2 separate regions of the Sus scrofa genome follow, and region 1 is linked to region 2. A link is a contact called in public HiChIP or PLAC-seq data. All regions are on one chromosome and are shown on one strand. Each heading gives the region's core, a stretch centred on a gene start, on an enhancer-like site or on the middle of the called end of the contact. The rest is flanking DNA. Distances are from core to core; before and after follow the strand shown.

Region 1 (5,380 bases), core at 267-2,766, 340 kb before region 2:
CACAGGCTGAGGGAACGCGGGAGAAGGCGCGCAGCGGGCTGGTGGAGGAGGCGAACGGCCCCGGGGGTGAGGCAGCCGACGGCGGTTGCCACAGCGGCGGCCCCTCGGGGCCGCGGGAGAGCCAGCCATGCACGCGCGCCAAGTCCCGCGTGTCCTCGTGCTCGCGCCGCAGCTGCTCCCGCTGCTCCAGCAACTGGCGCCGCATGTCGTGCAGCAGCTGGGCCCGGCGGAGCAGCCGCAGCAGCTCCTGCCGCAGGCGCCCGTTGTCCGCTCTGATGGCCTGAGTGTGCGCGAAGAGCGCGCGCGCCGCCTCACGCTCCGCACGCCGCGCCAGGGACTGCACGCGCTGGCGCGCCTCGCGCTCGAAGGCTGCCTTGTCCTCCAGGAAGCGCCGCTTCACGCGGTGGAGCAGCTGCGTGTGCTCCACGCGCATGTGCAGCAGCTCGCGCTCCAGCGTCCGGATCCGGGCCAACTGCTCCAGCTGCAGCTCCTGCGGCGGGCGCGCGGGTCAGCGCGGGTCTACGACGCGCACCCACCTCGCCCAGCTCCCGCCCCGCCCGCCCGCGGGAGGGTGCGCACTGGCCTTGTAGGGCTGCAACGCCTGCACCTGCTGCGCCATCTGCGCCGCGCGCGCCTCCATCTCCAGCAGCTGCGCGCGCACCCCGTCCTCACGCCCGCGGTAGAGCGATGCCAGCTCCGCCCGCTGCCAGTGGATCAGCGTCAAGTCCACGCGGTTCTGCTCCTCCAGCCGGACGACGGCGTTGGCGCAGCGCTGGGCGCGCGCGCTCACGTAACTGGCGTAGAGCCGGTTCTCCTCGCGCAGGCGCAGCGCCTCGCGGTCGAGGAAGGCGTTGTCCCGCAGCACTTGGTCCACTCGCTGCTCGCAGGCGTCCAGCTGCTCCGAGAGCAGCTTGTACTCGCGCTGCAGGTACTGAGCGCGTTCCGACAGCGGCGGCTCGGCGCCCTCTCCCCCCGCGCCCGACCGGCGCCCCGCGCTTGTCCCGCGCTTCTTCTTGGGCGCCATGGCTGGGGTCCCCCAGCCCGCCACTCCAGCTCCGCCCTTCCCCTCCTCCGGCCCGAATGTTCTGGCGGGGCTGGAAGCGTCTCAGGGTCACGAGGTTGGAGGCCGGAATCAGGGGGTTGCGGTCCATCAGGGGTCAGGGCATCGTCGCCAACCTTTGCTAGTGGTCTCTTTCCGGATCTTGGCCGGCCGTCGGGGCTCGCCCACCTTTAGTGGAGTTGCGGTCTGCATGGAAACAGAACGTAGTCGCTCTTCCCCACTCCCCACCACCACCACCCCCCCGCGCCCCGTTGCCAGGGCAATGGCCCGACTCGCCTTTCTCCATTACCCCCGACTCCCTCACTCGGAGGAGTCCGTGCATGACGGCCTGTGTGCTCGCTGCAAACCCCAGGCGCGCAGGACTTCGGCTTTCCCTGGAGGGCGATGCTGAGCTTGCTTTGTTTTTTTTGTCTTTTTGCTATTTCTTGGGCCGCTCCCTCGGCATATGGAGGTTCCCAGGCTAGGGGTCCAATCGGAGCTGTAGCCACCAGCCTACGCCAGAGCCACAGCAACACTGGATCCGACCCGCGTCTGCGACCTACACCACAGCTCAGGGCAACGCCGGATCGTTAACCCACTGAGCAAGGGCAGGGACTGAACTCGCACCTCGTGGTTCCTAGTCGGATTCGTTAACCACTGCGCCACGACGGGAACTCCTGGGCTTGCTTCTAACAGACGGCAGCCGTCAGAGGTGCGCCCACTCCACGTGCCAGACTCGGGCCCTTTGCGGACTGTACACCAATGGGCTCTTCCCCCACTTGTCCCCATATGGCGAGAGTCCTCGCCAGGTTCCTGGCCTCCCCCACCACACACACGTGAAATGTCCCTATATCTCTTCAGGACAGAGCGCTTCCCCGCAGCTTCTTATCGCTCCGGGGACCCTGGTTTTCCTCGAGGCGCTTCATGATTCCTGCCTGTCCTGGAGCCTTCGTGGGAGTTAGGGCCTCTGCGAGGGTCGAGCACGCCAAAATGCCATCCATCAGTGCAGTGTGTCTGTCTCTCTCTGGGGTTTCCTCTCTGGGCTCCTAAGCCCACACGTGCAGCATCAGTCCCCGATATCCCACCCGCCGCTGGACCTGGGCCTTCTTTCCCAGCTGGCCAGCGTGGCTGGAGAGGAAGGGCACGTCCAGCGATTTGGCTGGGCTCCTTCTGCCATTAGCATTGCGGAAACAACATCGTAAACCCCTCCTTGCCCAGAGAGTGAGCAGAGCGTCGAGCCTCCCATCCTGTCAGATGCCTTAGACAAGTAACTTTAATCTACACGTTTCGGTCTTGCCGTCATACAGTCAAGGTTCTGTCCAGGTCTGCCCACATTTGCTGCAAGAAAAACAAGTTCAAGGATTGCTGACTTGTAACTTTGTGGGGGGCACGGTTTAGGAAACCACATTTGTAGGAAGGCTTATGTTGAAAACTGTCTTAGGAGGTGGCTTTTTTTTTCCCCCTTTGGCTGCCCCACAGCATATGGAGTTCCAGGGCGGGGATCAGATCCGAGCTGCAGCTTCGACCTTTGCTGCCGCTGTGACACCGTCCCATCCTTTAACCCACTGTGACGTGCGGGGATCAAACCCACGTCCTGGCACTGCAGGGACATCGCTGATCCCACTGCGCTGCAGTAGGAACTCCAGGAAGTTGCTCTTGGAGCCTGGTAAGTCGCTCCTCTGGCTGGACTTGCTCCAGCTAGTGGCACCTGCACCAGAGGTGTGGCAGAGCCTTTTAAATTTGGGGACACATTTGGGGCATGTGCCTCTTTGTAAAAAATGTAATTTATAAATAATAAAATGACAAACTTCAAGACCATGTGGAATTTCCATCTTTTGGGGGGGCAGGGGGCCGCTCCCGTGGCATGTGGAGGTTCCCAGGCTAGGGGTCGAATTGGAGCTGTAGCTGCTGGCCCGCGCCACGGCCACAGCAATGCCAGATCTGAGCCTCGTCTGTGACCTACACCACAGCTCACGGCAATGCCAGATCCTTAACCCACTGAGCGAGGCCAGGGATGGAACCTGTGTCCTCATGGATGCCAGTCAGGTTCGTTTCCGCTGAGTCACCACGGGAACGCCACGTGTCCATATTTCTAATTGGGTGAGTCTAGTAACGTTTCTTGGATGATGGCTATTGTGGAATTTGTTGTTGAGTGTTCTCTTGTTTCCCTTTAAAGAGGGCTGACTTTCTGGCAGGCTGTTAAGCTATGTTTGTATGGTCTTATTCCCTTTGAGGCTTGTTCCCACACTCCTGATGAACCTGGAGTGGCCTTTGGTCTAGAGCTAGTGTAGAGCCTTCACTGAGGCGTGACGCCCCTGGGGTCTCTCCTGAATGGCCTGGTGTCCACCCTGGCTGCCCAGCCCTTACGACCTAGGCGAAATCTGGAATGTTCAGCTTCCCCCTCCCCTGCCCAGTGGTTCCTTGCTTGGACTCATAGACGTGTCTCCGTCTCCACCCTGATGTGGTGTCGGCAGTGGAATCAGCAGGACGTCACCTGTGTCTCCTTTGCTGAGAGCACAGCCCTGGTTGTTGTCCGGTGTTTCCGCAGTTGTTTCATGTACTTTGTCCGGTTTCCTAGCTGTTCGTTGACAGAGGGCGGGGCCAGTACCAGCTACTCAGTCCCGGCCAGAGGTAGAAGTCTCTCGTCCCTTCTTCATTCCTTTTTCTCTCCTTGATGCCCCACCCCTCCAGTGAGAGGCAGGCGAAGTACAATAAACAGCACATGCGGATTTTTTCTGATTTTTATTTTTTAAATTACTCAGCAAGTTTTATCACATTTATAGTTTACAGTGGTCACCACAACCCGATGTTACAGCCCGTCCATCCCCACCCCCACCCCCACCCATCTCCCCTGGAAACTGCACGTTTTTCAGGGTCTGAGTCCGTATCGAACAGCACGTATTTAAAGTCTGATCTAACCGGTTTCGACCCGAGTCTTCGTCGGCCATCCCTCACCCGAGCACGTCTGTCGCCTCCAGAAGTTTTCTTGTACGGCTTGTCGTCTGCCCCTCTCTCCACTCCATGGCAAGGCCCTCCGAGGTCTGCAGCGGGCATTTTCTGGAAATTTGCACAGAGGGGGTACAGAGGGCAGCCTACAGGGTTCCCTTTTGGGACGACACTGGCTTCTTTAATCAGCATCAGGATTCTGAGATCCGTCATGTCATGGGCATCAGCACTTCCTCGCCTTTTCCTGAGTGACGTGCCCTCGCATGGTTATATCACATTCTGCTTACCCATCTCTCTGTTTCAAACGTTGGCAGCAACACTGGGTTGATTCTCGGTTGAGGCTATTGCATGTAAAGCTGCGTGAGCCTGCATGAGCCATTCTTTGTGTGGACATATGTCTTCGTTTCTCTTGGGTGATGCCTGGGTCACTGTACCTTTGTGTTAAACGTTTTAAGAAACTACCAAATCGTTTTCCAAAGTGGTTGTAGCAGTTTATAGTCCCATGATCGCAGAATGAGCGTTTCAGTCACTCCACACCTGCCGCATCCAGCACTGCAGGCCACGGGGAATCCTGGAGGAGGGAGGGTGCAGCATAGCAAGACCCCCACGACTCTTAGATTTAGAAAGCGAGGGACCGGGAGGCACTCTGCTCCGCAGAACAAAGGCGCCTAGGCTTTAGCCCTCATGCCTTTTATTAGGGATGGTGACGTAGGTTCGTGAGCAAAATCAGGTGCAGGCGATGATAAAGCTCCCTCTTAGTGGCTGTGCTCTTGCACGTGCGCCAAGTTTGTTTTCTGCCGAGTTCAGCCGTTCAGTGGTCTGCAACACACACCCTCATCAACACTGGCTGGGGCCAGTCTTCTTCAGGGCAGCCTTTCTAGAAGGCATTCAGCCCATGTCAAGTGCTCTTTCATTTGTGTTCTCTTTCTTTTTCTTTTTCGCCACACCTGCAGCATGCGCAAGTTCCCCGGCTAGGGATCGAACCCATACCATAGTGGTGACAGCGCTGGATCCTTGACACAGTGAGCCACCAGGGACCCCTGTGTTCTCTGTTTCAGACGTGGTGTCCTCATGTGGCCACTAGACAGCACCCAGCCCCCCCCCCCCGCCCCCGTCTGTAGTGCCCTCCCCCAAACGGCTAAGGTCTACGATGAAGTCACTCAGAAATGGAAAGAGTTGAGAAGCGTGGCCATAGGACGGAGTAGTTGTATGACCCGAATCTAATAAAAAGCTTTTGGGCTTTTATGTATATGGTTAACATTTTTTCCCTAGAAACTCATTTTTACTGTATTTTACAAAATGATGGGTCTATAACAGATGGAAAGGTTTTAAAACTGCTGGGCTCCAGACACTTTGGCAGCTGACCCTGAACGCTGGAGAGCTCAGGGCTCTGCC
Region 2 (5,214 bases), core at 590-3,089:
GGGCAGGGCCTGTGGGAGCAGCACTCCACAGGGGCCTCAGCGGCGGAGCTGATCTTGCTGGCCACCTGTGGGGGTGGAAGCAACGCCTGCATGACAGCCACAGCCCCTTGGGGGCGGGATGCGGCCTTTGTGCACCTTGCTGAACTTGGCAGGGGCAAGGCTGGGTGAGCAGCATCCTTGGGGGCCGAGTGGACCTTATCCTCCTGTGTGTATGTGAGTGTGTGCATGTGTGTGTGTTTAGGCTGCACTCGCGGCATAGGGGGGTTCCCAGGCTAGGGGTCAAATCAGAGCTGTACCCGCCAGCCTACACCACAGCCACGGCAACGCAGGATCCAATCCATCTGCAGCCTACACCATAGCTCACAGCAACACCAGATCCTTAACCCACTGAGCGAGGCCAGGGATGGAACCTGCTATCTCATGGTTCCTAGTCGGAGTTGTTAACCACTGAGCCATGATGGGAACTCCCAGATTCATTTTTTTTTTAAGAAAGATTTTTTCCAAGTTCCCCAGCAGTTAAAGATCTGGTGTTGCCACTGTCACGGTATGGGTTCAATCTCTGGTCTGGGAACTTCTGCATACCATGGGCATGGCCAAGAAAGGTTAAAAAAATTTTTTTTGCCTATACGCATAGCATATGGAAGTTCCCAGGTCAGGGGTCAAAGTGGAGCCACAGCTGCTGGCATATGCCACAGCCATGGCAGTGCAGCATCCAAGCTGCATCTGCGACCTACACCGCAGCTCATGGAAACGCCAGATCCTTAACCTACTGAGTGGGGCCAAGGATTGAACCTCTATCCTCACAGATACTAGTCAAATTTGTATCCCACCGAACCACGATGGGAATGCCTAAAATTTATTATTTATTGAAGTATAGTTGATTTACAATATTGTATTAGTTTTTTTTTTTTTCTGCTTTTAGGGCTACAGCCACAGTGTATGGAAATTCTCAGGCTCAGGGTCAAATCAGTGCTATAGCTGCCAGCCTACGCCACAGCCACAGCAATGCAGGATCTGCACTGCATCTGTGACCACCACAGCTCATGGCAATGCCAGATCCTTAACCCACTGAGCAAGGCCAGGGATCGAACCTGCCTTCTCATGGATACCAGTTGCATCTGTTTCCACTGCGCCACAACAGGAACTCCCTATCTTTATTTTTTTGAGGAAACTCCGTAGTGTTCTTCATAGTGGCGGCACCAATTTACATTCCCATCAACAGTGCAGGAGGGCTCCCTTTTCTCCACACCCTCTCCAGTATTTGTTATTTGCAGACCTTTAAAGAATTATTATTTCTACAGCTGCAGTATATGGAAGTTCTCAGGCCAGGGGACCAATCAGAACTACAGCTGCCAGGGAGTTCCCATTGTGACGCAGTGGTTAACAAATCCGACTAGGAACCAGGAGGTTTCGGGCTCGATCCCTGCCCTTGCTCAGTGGGTTAAGGATCCGGCGTTGCCATTAGCTGTGGTGTAGGTTGCAGACACGGCTCAGATCCTGTGCTGCCGTGTCTCTGGGTAGGCTGGCGGCTACAGCTCTGATTAGACCCCTAGCCTGGGAACCTTCATATGCCGCGAGAGTGGCCCAAGAAATGGCAAAAAGACAAAAAAAAAAAAAAAAAAGAACTGCAGCCGCCAGCCTATGCCACAGCCACAGCAATGCAGGATCTGAGCTGCGCTGTGACCTACACCACAGCTCACAGCAGTGCCGGATCCTTAACCCACTGAGCGAGGCCAGCGATCCAACCCACGTCCTCATGGATACCAGTCGGGTTTGTTACCGCCGAGCCGCAAGTGGAACTTCCTTTTTTTTTTTCCTTTTTAATGGCCACACCCACAGCTTACGGAAGTTCCCGAGCTGGGAATCAAACCCCACGGCCTCCGAGAAAACGCCGGATTCTTAACCTACTGCACCACACGGGAACTACAGGACACCTGCTCATCTGGATCCCCACAGTCTGCTGGCCTGCTGAACCATGCGCATGTATGCGTGTACCTGCTGGCGGAGGGCTTGGGGTCTTTGGGGTGTTTGCTGTGTTCGTGTGTGAGAGATATAGGACTTGACAGTGCCCATGTGTTACCAGGTCAGGCCCACCTGGCGTGTGTACCTGGACAAGTATGTATTTGCGCGGGGACCGGCTTTGGGCTAATTGGCGCGCTGAGCCCGTGTCCCCAATGCGTCCTTCCGTATGTGGGGCGGTGTCTGTGTGCCAGGACCGTCTGGATGTAAGTGTCGGACAGGGACACAGAGCAGAGCGAGAAGGAGGCGGGGTCCCGCAACCGGACGAACGCCTTGCGGTCCACAGGGCGGTGTATTCTCACCCAACAGTCAGGTGCGGATGTCACGGGGCGGCGGTGGCGGGGCCGAGCGCGAGGCGGAGATTGCGCACTCCGGCCCTCTGGGGCTCGGTGGGCGTGGTGGAAAGAGAGCGAACGAGAAGGACGCCCCACGGACCAATGAGCGCGGACATCGCGTGGAGGCGGGGCCGGGCCGCCGCGCGCCGGGCTGCGGTTGGCAGAGGGCGGCGGGGCGGGCTGTCGCCTGGCCACGCCCACCCCCGGCCGCGGCAGTCGGGAGGGCGGCGCCCGGGCGGCGGCTGCCGCGGACCTTTAGGTAAACCTCGATCTGGGCCGGCGGTCGGGAGTCGGGGGCCGCTCGGGAGGCCCCCTCGGGGAAGTGTGCGCTGTGGGCCCTGGGGCGGCCCCCTTGTTCAGGCCGCGCGGGAAACCGAGTCAGGGGGCGCCTCTCCAAGGTCACCAGGTGAGCTCGGGAGGGTCCCGGGCGTCGCGGGGCCGAGCCCGCCCCCTTCTCCGGACTCAGGTGCGGCCGGCCCCGCGCGCATCCGGATTCGCTGCGTCACAACCCGGAAGAGCGGCCTGGGAGCCGAGCCGCTCATGTTCTTCCCCACGTCGGCGTGGAACTCTGGGCGCCCGGCCCCCTGCCCGCCCCCTGCAGGGTGGGACTCAGGGTCCCTGGTCTCCGTACCCATCCCCGCCCTGGGGGTCTTTTGGCCCCGAGTCCTAGTGCCTGTCACTTTGCGGAGGCGTGTGGTCCAGGTCTCTGCTTCCCCAGCAGGCTTGCGGGGTTCCTCTCTATGGCAAGCTGAGCCTAAACCCTTAGAGTCGGAAAGGGAAGGGACCATTGCATTCTTTCCATTTTCTCTTTGACATTAGAGGGGGAGGCAGTCCAGAGCAGGGAGGTCATTTGTCCCAAATCCTGAGGATTACTGGCCCCGTAGTGTAGATGGTACAGCTGGAAGGGCTTCAGGAAATCCAGCTGTCAATTAAGCTGAGAACTAGGTGGTGCTCGGCCAGGGCCGGCCCCCAGTCCCTGGGCTCCTGGGCCCAGTTTGGGGTTCTGATTTTCCTGCAGCGCCACCACAGCTGTAATGCAGTGGCAGGGCCTGAGAAGAGGGCTCTGTGGGCACCCACAGCTCCAATCTACACACTTGCCGGAGGTTCCCCTTTGCCAGCCTGGCAGGGTGGGGGCAGGGAGGCACCAAGGGGGGTGGGGGCCAGAGCAGCTGTCTGGTGGGGAGGCATGTGGGGTTGGGGGTGGAGCCGACTTGGAGGGGACATTTCTGGAGGCAGGAGCCACGGTGGGAAGGGATGGTGGTAGAGGTGGAGAAGGGGGTGTCAGTGAGCCACTGTGGGGTGTGCGGAGGGAGATGGAGGACCAGGAGGGGTGATGCTGACTCCTGACTTAGACACCTGAGTGCATGATGACACAGGAAGAGGCCGGTGAGGTGGGGGCCGGGGAGAAGTCAGTGGGGAAGACAGTGTTAGCCCTGTCAGATGTGCGTGCTGGAGACGATCCAGATGGACGTGGCCAGCAGGCCCTGGGCCCCAGGAGACCCCTGTCATCGGTGGTGGGACCCTTCACTGGTAGCATGATTGTTATGTGGTTGCCCCTACAGTCCTGACAGCCAAGGGGCTGTCTGCAGGATCTTTGACCGTCATAGCTCCAGTGAGCACATGTCTCTGGTCTCTCTTTGGCGTCAGTGTGAAATGGCCTGGAGTTGAGCTGTCTTGGTTACCTTGAAACCAAGGTCCAGGCTGCTGCAGACTGTTGGAACCTGCATCTTGCTGTTTCTCACTCCCCCAGGGCTGTTTGCTGCCTGCTGAGGGCTCTGGTGGATCAGAGGTAAAGCCCGTGGGCTGCTTGCTGGCTGTATTCACAACTATCACATGTGCCTGGAAGCAGGTGTCTGTGCTTAGTTCAGATCCAGGGTCCACCGAGGCCCAGGTGAGCAGTGGCGTTGCTGCTGGTTAGCGGGAGCCAGTCCTGGTTGAGTCCTGCCACACTGCTTACCAGCTGCTAAGTGTCCTCTCAGACATGCTTGGCTGTGGCTGTGCAGATTAAAGGAGATGGCGCCTCTAAGGTATTAACTGCGGGATGTGGGGGTGTGGGGGGCGGCCCTTCCAGACCCTTCCCCCATGGAGTGCTGTGCCTTCTGTACTGTGCTCACAGGTCTGTCTGCTCCGTGGAGGGCAGGGTCTGGGCTGCCATCCCTCTGGCCTGCGGCAGGGGCAGCTGGTAGAAGCTTTCAAAGCCGGTCAAGGCCAGCTCTTCAGTCACTACTAAGGGAGCTGATGCTTTTTCCCAGTGCTTGGTTTTTGAAAAGTCTAACCCAGATCCCTGATTGACAGACGTGTTTTTTCTAACACCGTGAACTCACGTAAGGGCTTCTGTAGACAGACACCCATTTGGGCTTGTCGGGGACCCTCCACAGGCTCTGCTGGCTGTCCTTCCCTGTGTGGTGGCCACAGCACTGATGACATCTGGTGCCGGCAGAGTGCAGCTGTGTGCCAGGCCTCATCCCAGCCTTTCACTGGTGACGCGGGGAGAGCCGAGTCTGGGGCTCACCGGCTGGGCGCTGCCTGCTGCCGGTTTCCTGTAGGTCCTGTTGTGTAGGGAGCTCCTTTACATGTTATTCTAGACCCACTAGCCTCTTGTCATTTCTATCGCGACAGACTCGTCCCATCTGGTCTTTTATTTACTTTATGCTCCACTGAGGCTGGGTGAGGTGTGAGCACATAGGGTTGTGGGCATGGGTGTGTGTGTGTATGGATGTGGTTTTCAAGTGATGTATGCTTTTGACTTTCGGAAATTAAAAAATTTTATGTGGTCCAGCTGAACGGTGTTTATCAAAGCGCACGAGCTTTTGTGTCTGGCTTAGAAAACCCTTTCCTATGCCAAGACTATATACTGTCT

The links. HiChIP or PLAC-seq counts read pairs in DNA pulled down with a chosen protein or histone mark.
Region 1: an H3K27ac HiChIP or PLAC-seq map of alveolar macrophages shows a contact between it and region 2. The contact joins the promoter of CCDC166 here to the promoter of MROH1 in region 2. A contact is called at or near these places in 1 of 47 Hi-C or Micro-C datasets (liver) and 1 of 2 datasets of contacts at active chromatin or transcription factors (alveolar macrophages).

Annotation. Positions count from the first base shown.
Region 1 is chr4:916,568-921,947 of Sscrofa11.1, reverse strand. CCDC166 (coiled-coil domain-containing protein 166) reads right to left here and starts at 1,516. Exons shown (of 2, transcript XM_013993490.2): 1 at 584-1,516; 2 at 1-490. The coding sequence starts at 1,024.
Region 2 is chr4:574,484-579,697 of Sscrofa11.1, reverse strand. MROH1 (maestro heat-like repeat-containing protein family member 1) reads left to right here and starts at 1,839. Exons shown (of 44, transcript XM_021090405.1): 1 at 1,839-1,983.